Linked DNA regions of Arachis hypogaea: all the other regions are linked to region 1. The links are chromatin contacts, called in public Hi-C maps. All regions are on one chromosome and are shown on one strand. Each heading gives the region's core, a stretch centred on a gene start, on an enhancer-like site or on the middle of the called end of the contact. The rest is flanking DNA. Distances are from core to core; before and after follow the strand shown. Region 1 holds the start of LOC112741832 (glycerol-3-phosphate acyltransferase 9). Region 2 has its middle 12 kb from the start of LOC140178537. Region 3 holds the start of LOC112741829 (potassium transporter 11-like).

What was found. A called contact is a pair of places that touch in the nucleus more often than the background predicts.
Region 2: a Hi-C map of leaf shows a contact between it and region 1, with 5 times the contacts expected there. The contact joins the enhancer-like site here to the promoter of LOC112741832 in region 1. A contact is called at or near these places in 4 of 8 Hi-C or Micro-C datasets (leaf and an unstated tissue).
Region 3: a Hi-C map of an unstated tissue shows a contact between it and region 1, with 3 times the contacts expected there. The contact joins the promoter of LOC112741829 here to the promoter of LOC112741832 in region 1. A contact is called at or near these places in 3 of 8 Hi-C or Micro-C datasets (leaf and an unstated tissue).

What each region holds. Positions count from the first base shown.
Region 1 is chr14:23,068,931-23,071,953 of arahy.Tifrunner.gnm2.J5K5, forward strand. LOC112741832 (glycerol-3-phosphate acyltransferase 9) reads right to left here and starts at 1,262. Exons shown (of 13, transcript XM_025790961.3): 1 at 801-1,262.
Region 2 is chr14:22,908,459-22,911,186 of arahy.Tifrunner.gnm2.J5K5, forward strand. No RefSeq gene overlaps it. Among protein-coding and RNA genes, the nearest start is that of LOC140178537, 12 kb to the left of the region's middle. Within about 2 kb of position 1,378, at least 2 of the 3 cell types and tissues checked have open chromatin away from gene starts, as enhancers often do.
Region 3 is chr14:22,842,884-22,845,883 of arahy.Tifrunner.gnm2.J5K5, forward strand. LOC112741829 (potassium transporter 11-like) reads left to right here and starts at 1,589. Exons shown (of 10, transcript XR_011870817.1): 1 at 1,589-1,853; 2 at 2,450-2,675. It overlaps LOC112741828 (potassium transporter 11), which reads left to right. Exons shown (of 9, transcript XM_025790953.3): 9 at 241-1,453. The coding sequence ends at 1,289.

The DNA.
Region 1 (3,023 bases), core at 12-2,511:
TCCACTTGAAATGAAAATGGCAAATAAAACACCTGCTCTAAGAGGGACTTTTATCAATGTATTATAAAGAAGTAATGAATTGATATTGAACTTGGTTCAATTTGGAGTTTCTCTCCCTAACTCAAAGAGGGGTCTAACATTGGTGCTCTGGTTGAGAGGTTTCTTCCATTTTTTCATGGAAAAACAAATAACTCAACAATCTGAAGATAATTTCCAATATTCCATGGAAAAGATGGTTATGGATGGAGAATAGGCGCTCAATCCATTTGCCAATTTGGAAACATTCGAAATTGCTGGAATGAAGTTGCAGAATGCAAAATTGAGTGGGAAGAGATTAAAGCTAGACTAAGGCAACAACAGCAACCACCACAAATCGATCAAGAAGCAACCAAATCTCAGCTATCAACAGAACAAGAAATCGCAGCAGCATCAACAGAAATTCAAGAAGAAAGAAAGGCCTAAATCGATGCAAATTCAGATTCAACAAGCAATTTAGCAACAAATCCAACAACAGATCACAAATTCAATTTCACAAAATCAGTTCACAAATCAACAAGTCCAGAATATGGAATTGATAAAGAAGAAGAATCAGATTTCAATTTTGAATTTCAACCACAACAACAAGAAGAATCAACAGAAATTGCAGATCAAGCAGGAATTCAAAATTCAAATCCAGAAATTCAATAAAAAATAATTCTAAATCCAGAAAATCAAGTACGCTTAGAGACAATTGCAAAGAAAGTAGCAGATCGCAACAATAGTGGGAAAATCAGAACAACTTTCAAAGATTCAAGTAGAACCGCTTTTATCATGGGGTCTTCAGCAGCGGCTTTCGGCGGGGGTGACTTCTCCTCTCTCGCAGCTTCGGTCTCTCTCGCTTCCTTCCTCACGTGACAGCGACGACGATGGCTTTGCGCAGCTCCAACAAACCCTATCAGCGGCGGTGATGGATTGGCAGCGATGGAGGCACGGCAGCGACGCAGCAGAGGCTCCCTCCTCCCCTGCGGTGGCTGCGATTTTCGAAGGCTGACTTCGCGACGGTTCGTGGCTGCGCGAACAGAGCTAGCTGACGTTAGCACAACGGAAGTGGCGACGGCGGCGATGGCTGGACGGAAGTTGCGCCGGAAGCTCGAGGTGAGTGAGACTGGAGACGTGAGAGGTGAGAGTGGAGGCTCGAGAGGAGAGGGGTGAGTGCGTGAGTGGGTGAGTGCGTCTGCCGTCTGTGCTTCTGTGGGTGACTAGGGTTCCCCTTTGGCCCTTTCAGCATGCAAAACGCAGCATTTGGCCCAAATTTGAAAAACCGGCCGGGTCACGGTTCGGTTCGACCGGCCGGGTCACGGTTCGGTTCGATCGGTCGGGTCACGGTTCGGTTCGACCGATCAGTTTTTGACCGGTTCGACGGTTTAATTTCGATTTTTAAAATTGGCGGTTTTACTTTTTGTCCGAACTGTATTTGTCATTGATTCCTGGTTTGACCGGCTAGTTCGAACCGATTTTCAGAACATTGGTAATTTTAATTTGGTTTTGCCTCTTTTTTCTCTTTCTTTTCTGTTTAGTCACACAAAAAAAATAACATTCATTTTACTATAATTCATTTTGATATAAAATTACCAAATATAAGTTACGATTAATACCAACTCACTTCTAATCAAATCAAGTTTGTAAAATTAATTTAATACAAATTTTTATTTACAAATTTTAATCCAAATACACACTAAACTATTTTATATGTTAACCCTAAATTTGTGTTAAACTTTGAACAAATATTACATTAAAGAGTAAAACACTAAAACTAAGTTAAATTCTAAAAAAAAGATTTTATAACTGGTATGATGTACTTTCAACATAAAATCAAAAAATAAAATAAAATAAAATAAAAAGATAGTATTATATATGATATTATTTTTTAAATTTAAAAAAAATATTTTTTAAAATAAAGAAATTTATAAAATAATGAAATAAATAATTAATTGATATTAAATTTATAATTTATTATGTGTGAGTCTCAAAAGGCCAAAATTTTTATTTAAGAGTAATTAAACTCTCACTTTTTTTATTTTATCGAATTTTTTACTTCAAAAGAATTTGATCTTTTAATTTATTTTTGTATATTTTATGATAAAATATTTATTGTGAAAAATCATATAAACATAAAATAAATTTTAATTTAAAAATAATCATTATAAATATAATAGTAGTTTTTACTAAAATTAAGAAAGATTTATTATAATTCATAATTATTAATTTTTTTATGAACACTAAACTTCTACCTCTTGTATGTTCTAACATAAAAGTTAATATTATTCCAAGAAAAAATTTCACATGCAGTTGTTTTTATGTAAAGTTAATAGTTAATAACGATAATTTAGTCAAATCTATCAAACCAAAGTTAGAAAAATCGAACCGAATTTATCGATTCAACCAGAAAATTGGTGAATCAGATCCTAAACCGATTTGGTTTACTCCTTAAACCGTTTAAGAAAGAAAACCGGTATGAACCGAATCAAACCGATCAAAACCGACGAGAACCGGTCTAACCGAACCGATTTGTTTGAAAAAATTTTTAAAATGTCTCCACCAAATTTTGAACCAAGAACCTTTTGTTGCAAAAGTAACTTCCACTCAGCCATTGCGCTTTTTAACATTATATGTGACAAATATTAATTATATAATATACATAAATATCTAATTTAATTTAATTTTTTCTCTATTTTTTAAATTAATTATATTTTAATTATATACCATTATTAATATAAATATAAATTTTACTAAAAATTTATTAATCTGCTTGATCTATTTCAATGCTAGCATTGTGATTAAGGTTATTTATTTTGATATTAGTGTTAAAATCTACTAATATTATAGTTAGATGATAGACTTTGTGAATTAATTTTTTTTTATTGTGTCAAATTAAGATACTATTGTAGTATTAATGATAAATTTTATAGTTTTTTTTATATTAGTTATTTTTAGAAGTTGAGACTTGATTCTTCATAAAATGTTAGTGAAGATATGTATTTCAA
Region 2 (2,728 bases), core at 128-2,627, 160 kb before region 1:
TATCTATATAATAGTTATTCATCTAGATATCTAAATCAAACAAAAAAAAATAATTCTTTTAACAAAATTTTAAACAACGCAAAAGTTAACGCAATGGATATGTATGGATCAAAGTGATAAACACAAATGAGAGCTGCGATAAAGATATGGTGGTAATTGATTGCGGTTGGGGTTAATAGAAGAACAAAATAAAGAATGAGAATAAAACAAGGCAACAACGATGGCGAGACAATAATAGTTATACATGTAAAAAAAATAATAAGAAAAAATAATAGTGTATAATATGATGAGATGATATATCAAAATAAAAATTAATAATATTGAAATAAAAATAAAATCAAAGATAATTAAATATGTTCAATATAAGGTTAAAGAAATAATTTTTTATCTATTAGAATTATGTATAAAAAAAAGAGTGTTTTGAATATAAATTTTTGAATTTACTTTAAATTAAATAGAATTGAGAAAATAAATAATTTTAATATATAAAAACCTAATTTGTAAATAATATTAGTAAATCTTTATATTAATTTTGTTATACATAATAACAACATAATTTTTTTAATTTTTTAATTTAAATTTATTTATTTTATACTTTCTACATATATTAAATAACTTAACATATTTTACTTTTCTTTAATTTATTTTTTAATTATTGATATTAAATTTATAAATTTAAAAATAAAAATATAAAAATACTTTTTCAACTCAATAGATCTTCATGCTCAAAATAGCATGCCCATATGATAGCCTAAAATTAGTTTTTTGACCAATAATTCACCTTCTCAACCTAGTCCAATGACAACAAAAACCAACAAAAATAATTACCTTCATTAAATCATTAACAATCATTATATACTTTTAACAAACTTTTGCCGCCACTGTTATTCTTTAGGATGTGTCTGCTCTTTCAACAACAATGCCAACACATCTCATTGGATTCCTTCACCACCTCATTTCAGCAGGTGCTGAAAAATTCTTGTTTTAAAAAGTGTTTTATATTAAACATTTTCCTTCTCTTTGAATTTTGCAGATGTCAATAAACTTCATTTTAAGGATAATATTGTAGGTGTAAACATGGGATCGACTTGGCTAGTTAGACCGAACTAGTGAACCAGTTATAGGACAGGTCCAGTCAAAACATAGAATTGAATAAAGAAAAGAATTGGCGAAAATCGATTTGACCAGACCGATTTTATTAAAATTAGATATTCGATGGGTTTGAGAAATTCGAACCGATTCAAAAATAATTTTAACGGTTATCATTTTGATTTTTCAAGGAAAAAAAAGAGAAAAATAGAACCCTAATTCAGCGAAGGATCCCCTTCCCCAAACGGCAGAGGAGCTCAGTGCGGCGCCTTAACCTTCTCACTCTCACGGAGCTGCTTCCCTCTCTCAAAGAAAGAAAAGAGGTGACAAACCCAAGCCTCCATTGCCACCGCCGTTCTTCTCATCGCCACCGTCCCGCCGTTCTTCGCCAACTTTTTTAATTCGCGTCACCAGCTTCTTCGCCTGGTCCCGCATGCTTTGTCACCTATCGCCAGGTCCTGTTCGTCGCGTAGCCAACCTCTTTGCCTGGTCCAGCTTCGTCGTCTGTCGCGTCGCCTGGTCCAACTTCGTCGTCCCTCGCATGCTCGTCGCCGGCAGTCTTGCTTCCTCTCCCTCATATTCTACTAGTTCTCTGCGTTGTAATTATAAGGAGAAGGACGCAGTGTCGCTAGCTTCTCCGCGTCACATTCTTGCTCCTCTTTCGTACTCTGCTCGTTGGAAGACACTGAAGGTTACTTAATTTTTCTTGCTTACTCTTTTCGTTGTTAATCTGTTGTTCATAAAAAATGTGATTTGATTAATTTAGTTTTTATTGTGTACAAAATGATTTAGTTAAAAACAATTAGTTAATTGTATGTGTTTGTAAGCTCTGATCTCTTATAATGCTATGTATGTAATGTAATTGACTAATTGTTTGGTCATGAATTTATGATGAGACCTGAATTTATCAATTTGTTGAATTGGAGATTTGAATTTATTGAATGGAACTTTGCTAATTACTAATTTAGTTATGCTGATGACGGTAGATTTTGTGTTTATTTGCTAATTTTGAATTTGGAAAGAAAAATGTTTGGATATTGATATTTAGTTATTTAGTTTACTTTGTGGTTATGATATTATGATTCTTCTAATAAAAATATTTTCTGAAAGCCATTCCAAATTAACGAAACTTTTCAAAAATCTCTCACCTGAAAACCATTTATAATGGGGGTGCACCTTATTTTTAATTTCAATTTTGAGGGTCCGGAAATTACCATTGTTTATAATGGTTTGTTTTTTTTTTTTCGCAACAATAATGGTGTGGTCTTTATAAAGGTTCTGAAAACCAGTTCGAACTAGCCGGTCAAACCGAAAATCGTTGCTAAAGATGGTTTGGATAGAAGCCGAAACTCTTTTTTTTTTTTTCGCAACAATAATGGTGTGGTCTTTATCAAGGTTCTGAAAACCAGTTCGAACTAGCCGGTCAAACTGAAAATCGTTGCTAAAGATGGTTTGGATAGAAGCCGAAACCGGTGATGGATTGCCAAACCGAATCGTGACCCGGCTGATTTTTGAATTTTGCAAAAAAACGCAGCGTTTTGTCACTTTGTGTTTGGATTTTGGAACCCTAACTCCCTAACCAGTTACCATTACCTGGTACCCTTCTACTCTCTAGTCTCTGGTACACAACGGGCAGAAG
Region 3 (3,000 bases), core at 339-2,838, 230 kb before region 1:
CACTGTTTTTCTATTATACTCGAAGTTTCTAACCATGTAAAAAGGTGGTCCAAATTTTCTCTAGAATTAGAAAATGACGATTGTAATGAAAATGGTGAAGGATGAGATTGTCCAATGCAAAAGTCATGACTTGTCAATAAGACCAAGTTGGGGGTTTACTCTTATTATGCGTATTAATTATTAAATCATTTATTGCTACGTCTTGATCTAAAATCTCATATATATGCAATGTCACTACAGGTACTGCTGTTGTGTTGGTCATGCTGGTTACAACACTGCTCATGATTTTAATCATGCTGTTAGTCTGGCACTGCCATTGGATTCTTGTCGTCATTTTCACACTCACATCGTTGGTTGTGGAATGCACATACTTCTCAGCTGTACTATTCAAAGTTGATCAAGGTGGTTGGGCACCGCTTGTAATTGCTGGAGTATTTTTCATTATAATGTATGTTTGGCATTATGGTACCCTGAAGCGCTACGAGTTTGAAATGCATAGTAAGGTCTCAATGGCATGGGTTCTTGGCCTCGGACCGAGTTTGGGACTTGTCCGTGTCCCTGGAGTTGGATTAGTATACACAGAGCTTGCAAGTGGAGTACCACACATCTTTTCCCACTTCATCACCAACTTACCAGCCATCCATTCTGTGGTGGTTTTCGTGTGTGTCAAGTATCTTCCTGTCTACACCGTTCCAGAAGAAGAACGATTCCTTGTAAAGAGGATTGGCCCCAAGAACTTCCACATGTTCCGGTGTGTGGCACGGTATGGCTATAAAGATCTGCACAAGAAAGATGATGATTTTGAGAAGAAACTATTCCATAATCTTTTTGTGTTTGTTAAGCTCGAGTCGATGATGGAAGGATTCTCTGATTCTGATGAGTACAGTTTGTACGGCCAGCAAACAGTGGAGTCTAGAGATGCTGTGTTGAACAACAACAATAATGACAACACAGCTTCCTCAAATGTTGACTTGTCAATTTCGACAGTAGATTCAATAGTACCAGTTAGATCTCCATCACCTGTGAATATCACTGTACAGTCATCCGATCGTGTAAGCAGCCACACTGAGGTTGATGAACTCGAATTCTTGAACAACTGCCGGGATGCCGGGGTGGTCCACATACTAGGAAACACAGTTGTGAGAGCAAGGAGGGATTCAAGATTCTACAAGAAAATAGCTGTTGATTATATATATGCATTCCTTAGGAAGATATGCAGGGAGCATAGTGTGATTTTCAATATTCCTCATGAGAGTCTCCTAAATGTTGGTCAGATTTTCTATGTATAGTGCCTCTTCCATTCCTCTTAAGATGTATCATTTGTGATATTTCCTTTTTGTGCACAGTTGAGAATATTATAGGATATGAACGCATTATGCATTTAATAGTTAAGTTTTGTATGTATTATTTTCTTTGAAATATGAATAATAAATCATCATTTTTTTTGTAATTATATATTGACTTTTATCATTTTACTATTTTTAGGATTTGCAATTATCTATCATTTTTTTTTCTTTTTACTGGAGCATTTGCAGTTACCTATTAACTTGAAATGCTTGTTGGTTAGTTTAGAATGTAGAGTGCACTCGTTTATGATTAAAACTGAATCTGATGCACCTTTTTCAATCTGTAAATGGTGTTAAGCTTTTGTCGATTGATTAAAATTTTCTCCTCACTCGTCTGGAAAAGAAAAAGGAGTTTATCTATCCACTTCAGATTCATTTATGCTGACAACAAACGAAGCATATGGGAGTAACCTAAAGAAAAAGGGTAGCATGTGGGCTTTAGATCAGAACCTCGATGAGCCTATTGATGACGATGCTGTGAGGATCAGAAATATATCCAAAGAAAAAGTAAGCTTTTTCTCTCTTTTTCATATTCCTCTTCGTTTCTCTTTCTCTTCCCCAGTTGGATTTTCGTTTTATTTGAAAAACTATGAAATGTCTAAAACCTATCTTGTCTTGCTTAATTAAATAAATCTTTTTTTTTCTTTCCTTTTTTTCTGGACCAATTCCTTAATAAATTGATGGAATTGAATGATAGCATTTCTGGTTTATCAATCAGCATTCAATACTATAGATATAGAAATTCAAAGATATGTTATTTCAATTAGGTACTACAGTAGATATATGCTTGTGCCATGCTTGCAAAAGGGTTCATGTTGAAAAATCTTAAAAGGAAAGAGGTTAAATTATTCAATATAATTATTTTGAATGTGAACCATTGGGGTATAGGAGCATACCTTTTATATAATAGTTTATTTCAAATATTCCAAAGAAATTCAAGCACAAACCTAAATTCTAAGTAGACTAAAATTCAGATTTCTACATATTGTTCTGGGTAAAATTTCAATCTGGAAATCTTGATTCCAGATCCAATTACAAGATATTGTACTGGCTATTAGTATTTTCTATTAAGTTCCTTGTTAATTCTGTTTCCATTTCTACAGAAATTTTCGGCTCTGTTAATTCTTCGGCTTGCATATCAGAGTCTTGGTGTGGTTTATGGAGATTTGGGAACTTCCCCTTTGTACGTTTTCTACAATACTTTTCCTCATGGTGCTAAAGATCAGGAGGATGTTATTGGAGCCCTTTCTTTGATTATATACTCACTTACACTGGTGCCGCTCATCAAATACGTTTTTATTGTATTGAGAGCAAATGACAATGGCCAAGGTATAGATTGCTGCAGTAGATTTTCGTTATTCAATTTATGTACAGTAATAGATTTTGTTATTCAAATGACAATGACCAAAACCAACTTGGGTTGGTTGAGTAGTCAGCTCACTCGTACGCTTAAACAAGTATTAGTGGTTTGAATCTCGTCTTGTGTATTAAGCAACTCATTGGCTAACGGTGGATCCTTAAATAGAGCTACGATATGTGACGGATTAGTCATCAGTCTGCTGGACTGGGAGATACTGTGGAAAACCAAAAAATAAAAGATGACAATGGCCAAGGTATGCACTGGTGTTCTTGATGTTAAAAAGTGGTTTGGTGT